2 separate regions of the Ovis aries genome follow, and region 2 is linked to region 1. The links are chromatin contacts, called in public Hi-C maps. All regions are on one chromosome and are shown on one strand. The core of a region is the stretch at or near the end of the contact, and the rest is flanking DNA. Distances in the headings are between cores, read along the strand shown. Region 1 holds the start of HES1 (hes family bHLH transcription factor 1). Region 2 has its middle 220 kb from the start of HES1.

Evidence for each region. Hi-C and Micro-C count contacts between places; a contact is called where the count stands out from the background.
Region 2: a Hi-C map of tail adipose tissue shows a contact between it and region 1, with 2.8 times the contacts expected there. The contact joins the enhancer-like site here to the promoter of HES1 in region 1. A contact is called at or near these places in 3 of 16 Hi-C or Micro-C datasets (hypothalamus, skin fibroblasts and tail adipose tissue).

What each region holds. Positions count from the first base shown.
Region 1 is chr1:194,184,747-194,188,812 of ARS-UI_Ramb_v3.0, forward strand. It overlaps HES1 (hes family bHLH transcription factor 1), which reads right to left and starts at 1,271. Exons shown (of 4, transcript XM_004003033.5): 1 at 928-1,271; 2 at 693-788; 3 at 376-463. The coding sequence starts at 1,035. LOC121816684 (a long non-coding RNA gene) reads left to right here and starts at 2,324. Exons shown (of 2, transcript XR_006056345.2): 1 at 2,324-2,476; 2 at 3,625-4,066.
Region 2 is chr1:194,406,006-194,410,356 of ARS-UI_Ramb_v3.0, forward strand. No RefSeq gene overlaps it. Among named protein-coding and RNA genes, the nearest start is that of HES1, 220 kb to the left of the region's middle. Within about 2 kb of position 2,641, at least 11 of the 54 cell types and tissues checked have an H3K27ac peak or open chromatin away from gene starts, as enhancers often do. A contact at or near this core is called in tail adipose tissue, where this site is marked.

The DNA of each region.
Region 1 (4,066 bases), core at 21-2,520:
GCACCATCCGAGCCTTATTTCCCCTTATGTAGCGGGCGAGGAGGGCGTGCTAAACTAGATGACCCCAAGCTCCACGCAGCTTAAAAACCACCACGGTTCTAAATCCTTTCACCCCCCCCCCCATCCGCTTCCCCCACTGCCAAGCCGCCCGCCGCCCGCCGCCCTCGCCACTACAACCTCTCTCCCTCCCTTTCCGGAACAGTAACAACTTGGAGTTGTGGCTATAAATAAGCCCCAGACCGTGGGAACGCAAGAGTGAGCCAAGGCAGTAAAATGTAGCTGAATGCCTCTCACAACCACGGGCGGAAGTCTGGAAGAAATCACCGCGGGGCGAGAGAGACGCCCGCAGAGGGGGACGCGGCGAGCCGCTCTCACCCGTCATCTGTGCCCGCTGCAGGTTCCGGAGGTGTTTCACTGTCATTTCCAGAATGTCCGCCTTCTCCAGCTTGGAATGCCGCGAACTCTGCACAGAAGAGGAGGCAAAGGAGGAAAGTGAGAGCCTCGCCAGAGGTTTCGGAATGGTGGGGGTCCGTCCCTCCCCCTGGCCATGGCGGCGACAGCCCTAGACCTCGGCTAGAGGGGCCCAGCTCTCCCGCCTCTGAGAATGCAGTGCAGGCAGGGAAGACCCCGCAGGCAAGGGGATTTCATTCTTAATACCTGGGAGAGAGAGAAAAAAAGAATTACCCACTTACATCTTTTTTAAGAGCATCCAAAATCAGTGTTTTTAGCTGGCTCAGACTTTCATTTATTCTTGCTCTTCGTCTTTTCTCCATGATAGGCTTTGATGACTGTAAAGAAAATTTTTAAAAAAGAGCGCTTGAGTTCCCATGGGACCTGCCATTTCTCCCCGCGATTTTAAGGGAGAAAAGAGCCCCAACCCCGACTTAATTTCTTGGGGGTGCAGGGAAATACAGGTACTGCCCTTACCTTTCTGTGCTCAGATGCTGTCTTTGGTTTATCCGGTGTCGTGTTGACACTGGCTGGGGTAGCAGCCACCGGGGACGAGGAGTTTTTCTCCATTATATCAGCTGGCATTTTCTTTTTCTTTTTTTAATCCCTAGAGAATTTTATTTTTGGAGTTCTTCACACACAAAAAAATTGTCTTGCTTATGTCCCTTTTACTTTATACTTTCTCAAAACTACTGAGCAAGTGCTGAGGGTTTATTATAATATCTTATGGCTACTTGGTGATCGGTAGCGCAATTCCAGGACCAAGGAGAGAGGTAGACGGGGGATTCCGCTGTTATCAGCACCAGCTCCGGATCCTGTGTGATCCCCAGGCCCTGGCGGCCTCTATATATATCTGGGACTGCACGCGAACGGCTCGTGTGAAACTTCCCAAACTTTCTTTCCCACAGTAACTTTCAGCCAATGGGAGGAGGAGACACGCGGCACCGCTCGTGGACCGCGCCCCCCCATTGGCCGCCAGGCACAAGGCCTGGCGGCCAATGGCGCGCGCCTGAGCCCGGGGCACCAGAGGCTACAACGTCAATCAAAAGGATTTTAACCCTTTGCTACTCTCCCTGCTGGCCTTTGCTTTAGAAAGGATTTTTCCGCATTGGGTTTGCTCTAGTCTAGTTTATTTCTCTTGGGGCTTCGGCCTTTGCTCTTTATTTCCTTTCATATGTAATAGAGCTGCTTTGCCAGTAATAAGTTCATTTGAAATATATATTTTTAAAGGTTTAGAAGGACAGGGATTAAAGGTTATAAATGCAGTGGTTAGAACGGGGGAATGTAAGGGTGTGAGTTACGAAAAGATCTAAGTGATTTCCCTCTCAGACTCCGCACGTTCGGGGGAGGAGGGGGGTGAAAGTTGACCGTGCAAAAAAGGGCAAAAAATTTTCCTTTTGCATGCAGAAAAGGAAAATGTGCCTCCATCTTATATTTGCAGGTTTTTCAGAGCAAGGTGGTTTTCGATCCCCGCACCCCTCCCCCGGTCCGTCCCTCATTTTTCCTCTGGAGTTGGGGGCCTCGGACCCCGCGCTTCCCCAGGAAACAATCAGAATAATTTCCAACTGAGCAGAAAGGAAATGGAATTTCAAATGAAAGGTTAACAAGGGGGACTTTGATGGCAATGCCTCAAGGACGCACGCACGTCCTTGCCAACTTTTCCCTTTCCATCCGCCCCCTCTCGGTTCTGCAGCGCGCCGAGGCGGCCTGCCGAGCGGCAGCCTCTCCCTCCTTCCCGCCCCGCGGGCGGCCAGGGCAGCCTCGGCACCCGGCGCGCGCGGGCCCTTTAAGAGCTACACCAGCCGAGCTGCAGTTTGACATCAGCCGGCCGGCGAGGGCGCGCCTGGAGCCGGAGCACGTGCCAGGATGTTTTATTGCCGCCGCGACTGCGGCCGGGCAGGGAGGATGTGTGTGTGTGCGTGCGTGTGTGAGTGTGTGCGCGCGCCCCGGGGGCAGGGAGGCGGGGGGCGGCGGCGGGCGGCGGAGCGCGGGGGCTGGTTCCTGGTCCCCGGGAGAAGCCAAGAAGGTAAATAGCAGCTGCTGTGCTCGAGCCTGGGAAAACCCCGCCCCCTGCGCCTGGCCTGGGCTCATTGGCGCGCGCTGCGTGTGGGGTGTGTGTGTGTGTCCCCGGGCCCCCCCCTCTCCTCCGGCCCCCGCCGGGCCTGGAATCCGAGGGGGCGGCGGGCTGGGAGCCTAGCCCAGGCGCTGACCAACCGCCCCCACCCCAACTACCCCCGGGCCAAGGTCAGCCCTTCCGGGCGGGGAGCGCACGCCCTGGGGTGGAGAGTGGGGAATTATTCCAACCCCCCCCTCCACCCCTGATTTCGGGCTTGAGGTTTTAACTCCGCCGAAAGCCTCACTTGCAACAGCCCGGGGGAGGGGTGGGGACCTTCTTGTTTGCTCCCTGCCCTGGCCCTCCCTCCCCCCGCGGGGCCCCCGGCGCCCGCCGTGGTCACGAGATGCCTGACCGCACTTAGGAAGCGGCCGGGTCAGCCTCCTGCCTCCGCTCGGCGGCTGCGGTTAAAGCGGCTTCGCGCCGCCCGCCTTCTCTCCGAGTCCAGGGAGGCCGGGCAGCTCCCCCTCGCTGCACCCGGGAGGCCGCCGGCGGGCGGCCGGGAAGAGGCGGGCGGCGCGGGCGGCTGCGTGCTGCCGGCTGGCCGGGCCGCGCGCCGGGAGGAGCCGCCGCCGCCGCCGCCGCCGGGTGCCACGTGGCGGGCGCCGGGCCGGGAGCGCCAGGGCTCTGGCGGCGGCCTCCCTGGGGGATTTGCCGCGCAGGGCGGGCGACGCGCACTGTCCCGGCCGGCCGCCGTCGCCCCCGCCGCCTCCCTCCCGCTCGCCCGCCTGCCCGGGTCGCCAGCCCCCGCGCCCCCACCCCTTCCGCCCTTCCCGCCGCCCAGGAGCTCGGGGAGCTGCTCGGGCGGCTTGGGGCAGCCCAGGAGCCGAGAGCGCGTCTTGTTTGATGTCGGCCCCCACCCCACCCCCTCCCAGTCCTCCAGGCTTAGAGGCCGCCGGAGGCCTGGCACACATTTCTCAGTCACTTCATTCCTTCCTTCCTCTGAGCTCCCCACTGAGATAATGTTGTAAATGATTTCACCAGATCTGGTCCCGGATGAGATTCAGCGGTTCCTGGCTCTGGGTGACCTTGGGCAAGCCCCTCTCTTCCTTTCATTACAGGACGCATGCTCTGTGCCAGACACAGTGTTAAACCCTGGGATTACCACGAGAGATATAGTGGCAGCCTGCAAGGAACTGATGGTCAACTCTGGAGGCAAGCAGAATGATTTTCTGATTGATGACGGAAGCATTCCTCTATTACTATTCTTTTCTCTTAGAGCTTGGGTGATGGCCCAAGAGAACAGGAGAACCTCAAAGAAACGCTGAACCACTTCTGTATGGGCAACACTATTGCTTGTCTATATGGGGGAGAGGGACAGGGATGAATATAATATTAATAGTTCTTGTCCACAGGAAGCCTAGGGCAGAGAGATACTGTACTTTTACGTGCAGCTGACATCTGCCTATTTTCCCATATACTCCTTTGGTAGATCCTAGGCTCAAGAGAGACAGTTATGGGTCTAGATAAAGGAAAATGCTGTGAAGGTCTAGGATAATTGAT
Region 2 (4,351 bases), core at 1,391-3,890, 220 kb after region 1:
GAAGCCATGGTAGAAAGGAGGGCAAAACCCAGGGAACCACAGAGCAGAGGAACAGGAATTCTAATCCCTCCAGCCTGATCCCTGGCCTCTAAGACTGGGCTTGCTTCATATCCATGAGCCAATAACTCCTCTTTATTAGTTAAGTCAATTTCAATGAGCTTTTCTGATACTTGCTGTTAGAAGTACCATAAATGACCTAGGGCCTGAAAATGTTAGATGACCAACCTAGCTACTCTGTTCAGTTCAGTTCAGTCACTCAGTCATGTCTGACTCTTTGCGACCCCATGAATCGCAGCATGCCAGGCCTCCCTGTCCATCACCAACTCCCAGAGTTCACTCAGACTCATGTCCATCGAGTCAGTGATGCCATCCAGCCATCTCATCCTCAGTCGTCCCCTTCTCCTCCTGCCCCCAATCCCTCCCAGCATCAGAGTCTTTTCCAATGAGTCAACTCTTCACATGAGGTGGCCAAAGTACTGGAGTTTCAGCTTTAGCATCATTCCTTCCAAAGAAATCCCAGGGCTGATCTCCTTCAGAATGGACTGGTTGGATCTCCTTGCAGTCCAAGGCACTCTCAGGAGTCTTCTCCAACGTCACAGTTCAAAAGCACCAATTGTTCAGCCTTCAGCTTTCTTCACAGTCCAACTCTCACATCCATACATGACCACAGGAAAAACCATAGCCTTGACTAGAGGGACCTTAGTCAGCAAAGTAATGTCTCTGCTTTTGAATATACTGTCTAGGTTGGTCATAACTTTTGTTCCAAGGAGTAAGCGTCTTTTAATTTCATGGCTGCAATCACCATCTGCAGTGATTTTGGAGCCAAAAAAAAAAAAAAGTCTGACACTGTTGCCACTGTTTCCCCATCGGTCTACCATGAAGTTCCCCAACCAGGGACTGAATCCACCCTCTAGCAGTGAAAGCCTGGAAGCTTCAAGTTGCAAAATTTCACAGATGCAGACATGAGTTTGCATGTCCAGCTAGTTCTATTTCAGGAGGCACTGTTAGTTTTTGAGACACAGGACCGAAATATAGAATGGTACACAAAGGTTCCAACAGCCTTTCATGCTACCATGTCATTTATGATAGGAAGAAAAGAGCTACCACCCAGACATCACTGGGTCACTTTTTCAAGAGGGTAGATAGAATTTAATCCAGCAAGGAACCAGAACCTTTGCCATCAGCATGAGGCATGAGTGAAATTGCAGCTTGCCATCCATCTCCTATTGCTGACGATCCTTCAGTATCATCCCATCTCTCATCGCCTGTCCCTCCTTCAGTCAGTAACTCTTCTTACCTGTCACTGGATGCCAGTCTAATATAGGCCAGCTGTTGTACTGTACTACTGTACTTTTCAAGGTACTGCACTAAAAGATTAAACATATTTTCTTTACTTTTTCATATATTATTGTGGAAAGTATTATAAACCTATTACAGTATGGTACTATATGGCTGATTGTGTTAGGTAGGTACCTAGGCTAACTTTGTTGGACTTAAAAACGAATTGGGCTTTCAAATGTGCTCTCAGAACAGAACTCATATGTATGTAGAGGATTTACTGTATTGGCTTTTAAAAGAGAATAATAACTAATGTATTTTTTGTTTTGCTTTCCGAGAGAGTGGTGAAATAGAAGATTTATTATGTCAGAATGGAATGAGAAATACCTTTGAACATCATCTGCTCAACCAGCTCACTCAACAAATAAGGAAACTGAGATCGGGACACTTCAGTACAAATATGCCTCGGTTTCCTGATGCTCTTCACTGCGTCCACAAGCGTAGTCACACGCACTAGGGCATGGGGACCACCATGATAGGCATACTGCAAATATGAACTTCAGAACAACCGCCTTGGAAATCTGTTTGGCAGTTTTTTAAAAAATTAAACATCATTTACCCTATGGTCCACCAATTCCACCCCTAGATATTTACTCTGGAGGAATGAATTTACATGACTTCTAGAGAAAGTTTATGGCAGCTTAGATTCATAATTGCTAAAAAGTGGATACATCCCAGATGTCCAAAAATGGCTAAAAGGATAAACAACAAATTATGGTATTTGTGGTATATCCGTCCAATAAAATACTACACAGAGAGAAAGAAAAAAAAGGAATTAACTACTGATGCATGCAACAACTTGCATGAATTTCAAAAGCATACTGAGTGAAGGCAGTCAGACAAAAGAGAATATGTGGTACTCCATTTGTATGACGTTCTAGAATATCAGCTTCTACCTGTGGTGAGGGAAGTCAGCCCCATGGTTGACTGCTCCATGCTGAGCGTATGCATGTGCAGGATATTGACTAGGAAGGGGCAAGGAGGACATTTCTTGAGGGGATAGAAATGTTCTGTATCTTGATCAGAGTCTGGGACCCGTGACTGTGTTCATTTGTCAAATCTGATCAAGCACTTAAGATCTTAGTATTTGACTGCATGTAAATTATGCTGCAAAGCATTTTTAAAAAATGAATTTCTAGGCACAGACTGGAAGGTACAATATTAACACTCAATCTGGTTAAGAAGAAGGTGAATGAGCCGAGGATAGTCAGGCTACTGGAATGAGTCTGGCATGGTGTATCCTGGAATCCGGAGCTTGGGAAAGTGCTGTCTGTTCCCGCTGTGCTGATGGCGGGCCAGCCAGCTTCCTGTGTAGGCTGCCAGCCCCCAGCTGTCAGGCTGGGCCCAACCTCAGCTGCTGTAATAGCAGGTTGGGAGGGCCATTTCCTCCCAGCCCTGTGGCCACATCACAGGGACCCCCCACCCCCCGGCCTGCTTCCCCAACTACTGACTGCACTCACCATGTACTCTCACATACCCTCCTAGAGCCCTCCTTGCTCTGAGGCAGCACTTGCCGTCACTCAAGCTTCACGGGTGATAAACGCTGGCTTTCTGACATTCCCAGACTGCTCTACTGGATCACTGCAGCCAGGCTTTCTTTTTTTTTTTTTTTAATGACCATTTGTGTTTTCTTCATATTTCCTGCCAGATTGTCAAATCAGGGTCTCTCCAGATGCCAACATCTGGTATTAAATTGCACGTCTGGGTAATCTTCCAAAACAATGTGTTTTGAGAGTCAGGGAACTTCTTTTATTCACATTCTTCATCTGTTCAAATCGTATCATGTTCTCACACTGATTTCTCCACTAAAATATATCTTTCAGGAGGCCAAAGCTGGTCTGTTTAAGACAGGCCTAATGCTGGCATTAGCCTACAGGTTGCTTAGAGGATATGTGATCTGTTGCCTTTTTTTTTTTTTTTCTTTGTGGTTCCCTTCTTTTCTATTTTAAAAAATTAATAAATCACAAACAAACCTTTCATTGAATAAGCATGAAATGAATTCAGCTTTTCCTTTATTCCAATGTTTATATTTTTAATGTAAAATGAAATCTCTAAGAAGCCAGACATATGGTACCCAGACGAAGTCTGCTTGTCTGAATCTAGGGCTGGAGGTGCTTTTAGAATGGTGCAGCCGCATGCAGTGAGTGTTCCCCAGCTGGGAATGTATGCCTGGGGTGGGGAGGATCCACAGCTTGCTTCCTTGTGCTTTTCCTATCGCTCTAGAGACGCGCCGTCCTCCTCGGTAGGATCGGGAAATGAGGAAGCCCAGGTGCACACCTAGCTGGGGGTGTAAGTGTCAGTACCTGCCTGAGAGGCGGAGACACACTCCCAGTCCCAGTGCTGCCACTCACTCATAGGGAAGTCTGTTCCCCTCTCTTGGCTTCCACCCACTTGAGCCTTGGCATGGATCCATTAGTTTCAATCTCAATGTGTTTTTTTTGGGCCGGTTCAAGGGGATGGAGCGCTGGTGGGGAAATGGAAGAAATGCCCTAGGGAGTGGGCTCCTGGCCACTTCCTGCTTCTCCTACAGTCAGAGCCAGTTCACTTTGTTCTGTTTTATATCTTGGGCTTCCATGTAAACCCAGGCAAAACAACAACAAAACAAGCCCTTTTTGGTCCATGTCTAGCCCTGAGGCTGATATGTGAGGATTCATGTTTCCTTCCTGGAGCTGAACCATGGGGGACAACCTTTCTGATGCTCAGAGCCTGCGACCCCCATGCAGGAGATGGTACAGGCACGGAGTGATCCTGTGAGCTATGCTAATCCAGCATGTACACTCTCTGGGAAGTACCCCTTCCCTCCCTCTTCTCTTCCTTCCTTCGGCCCTTCCTTCTGTCCCTCCTCCCTTCCCTTCTTTCTCCCAGAGCACTTCCTGGGGTTTGGCCTGCACGATCCAGATCTTTCAGTGGCAGTAAATTCCTTTCACACTTTGAGCTCTTTCCAAGTGAATTTGGAGGTGAGGGTTCCCAGCCTCCTGTCTAGACACCATTTCAGTGTGCAGATGGAGTCAGG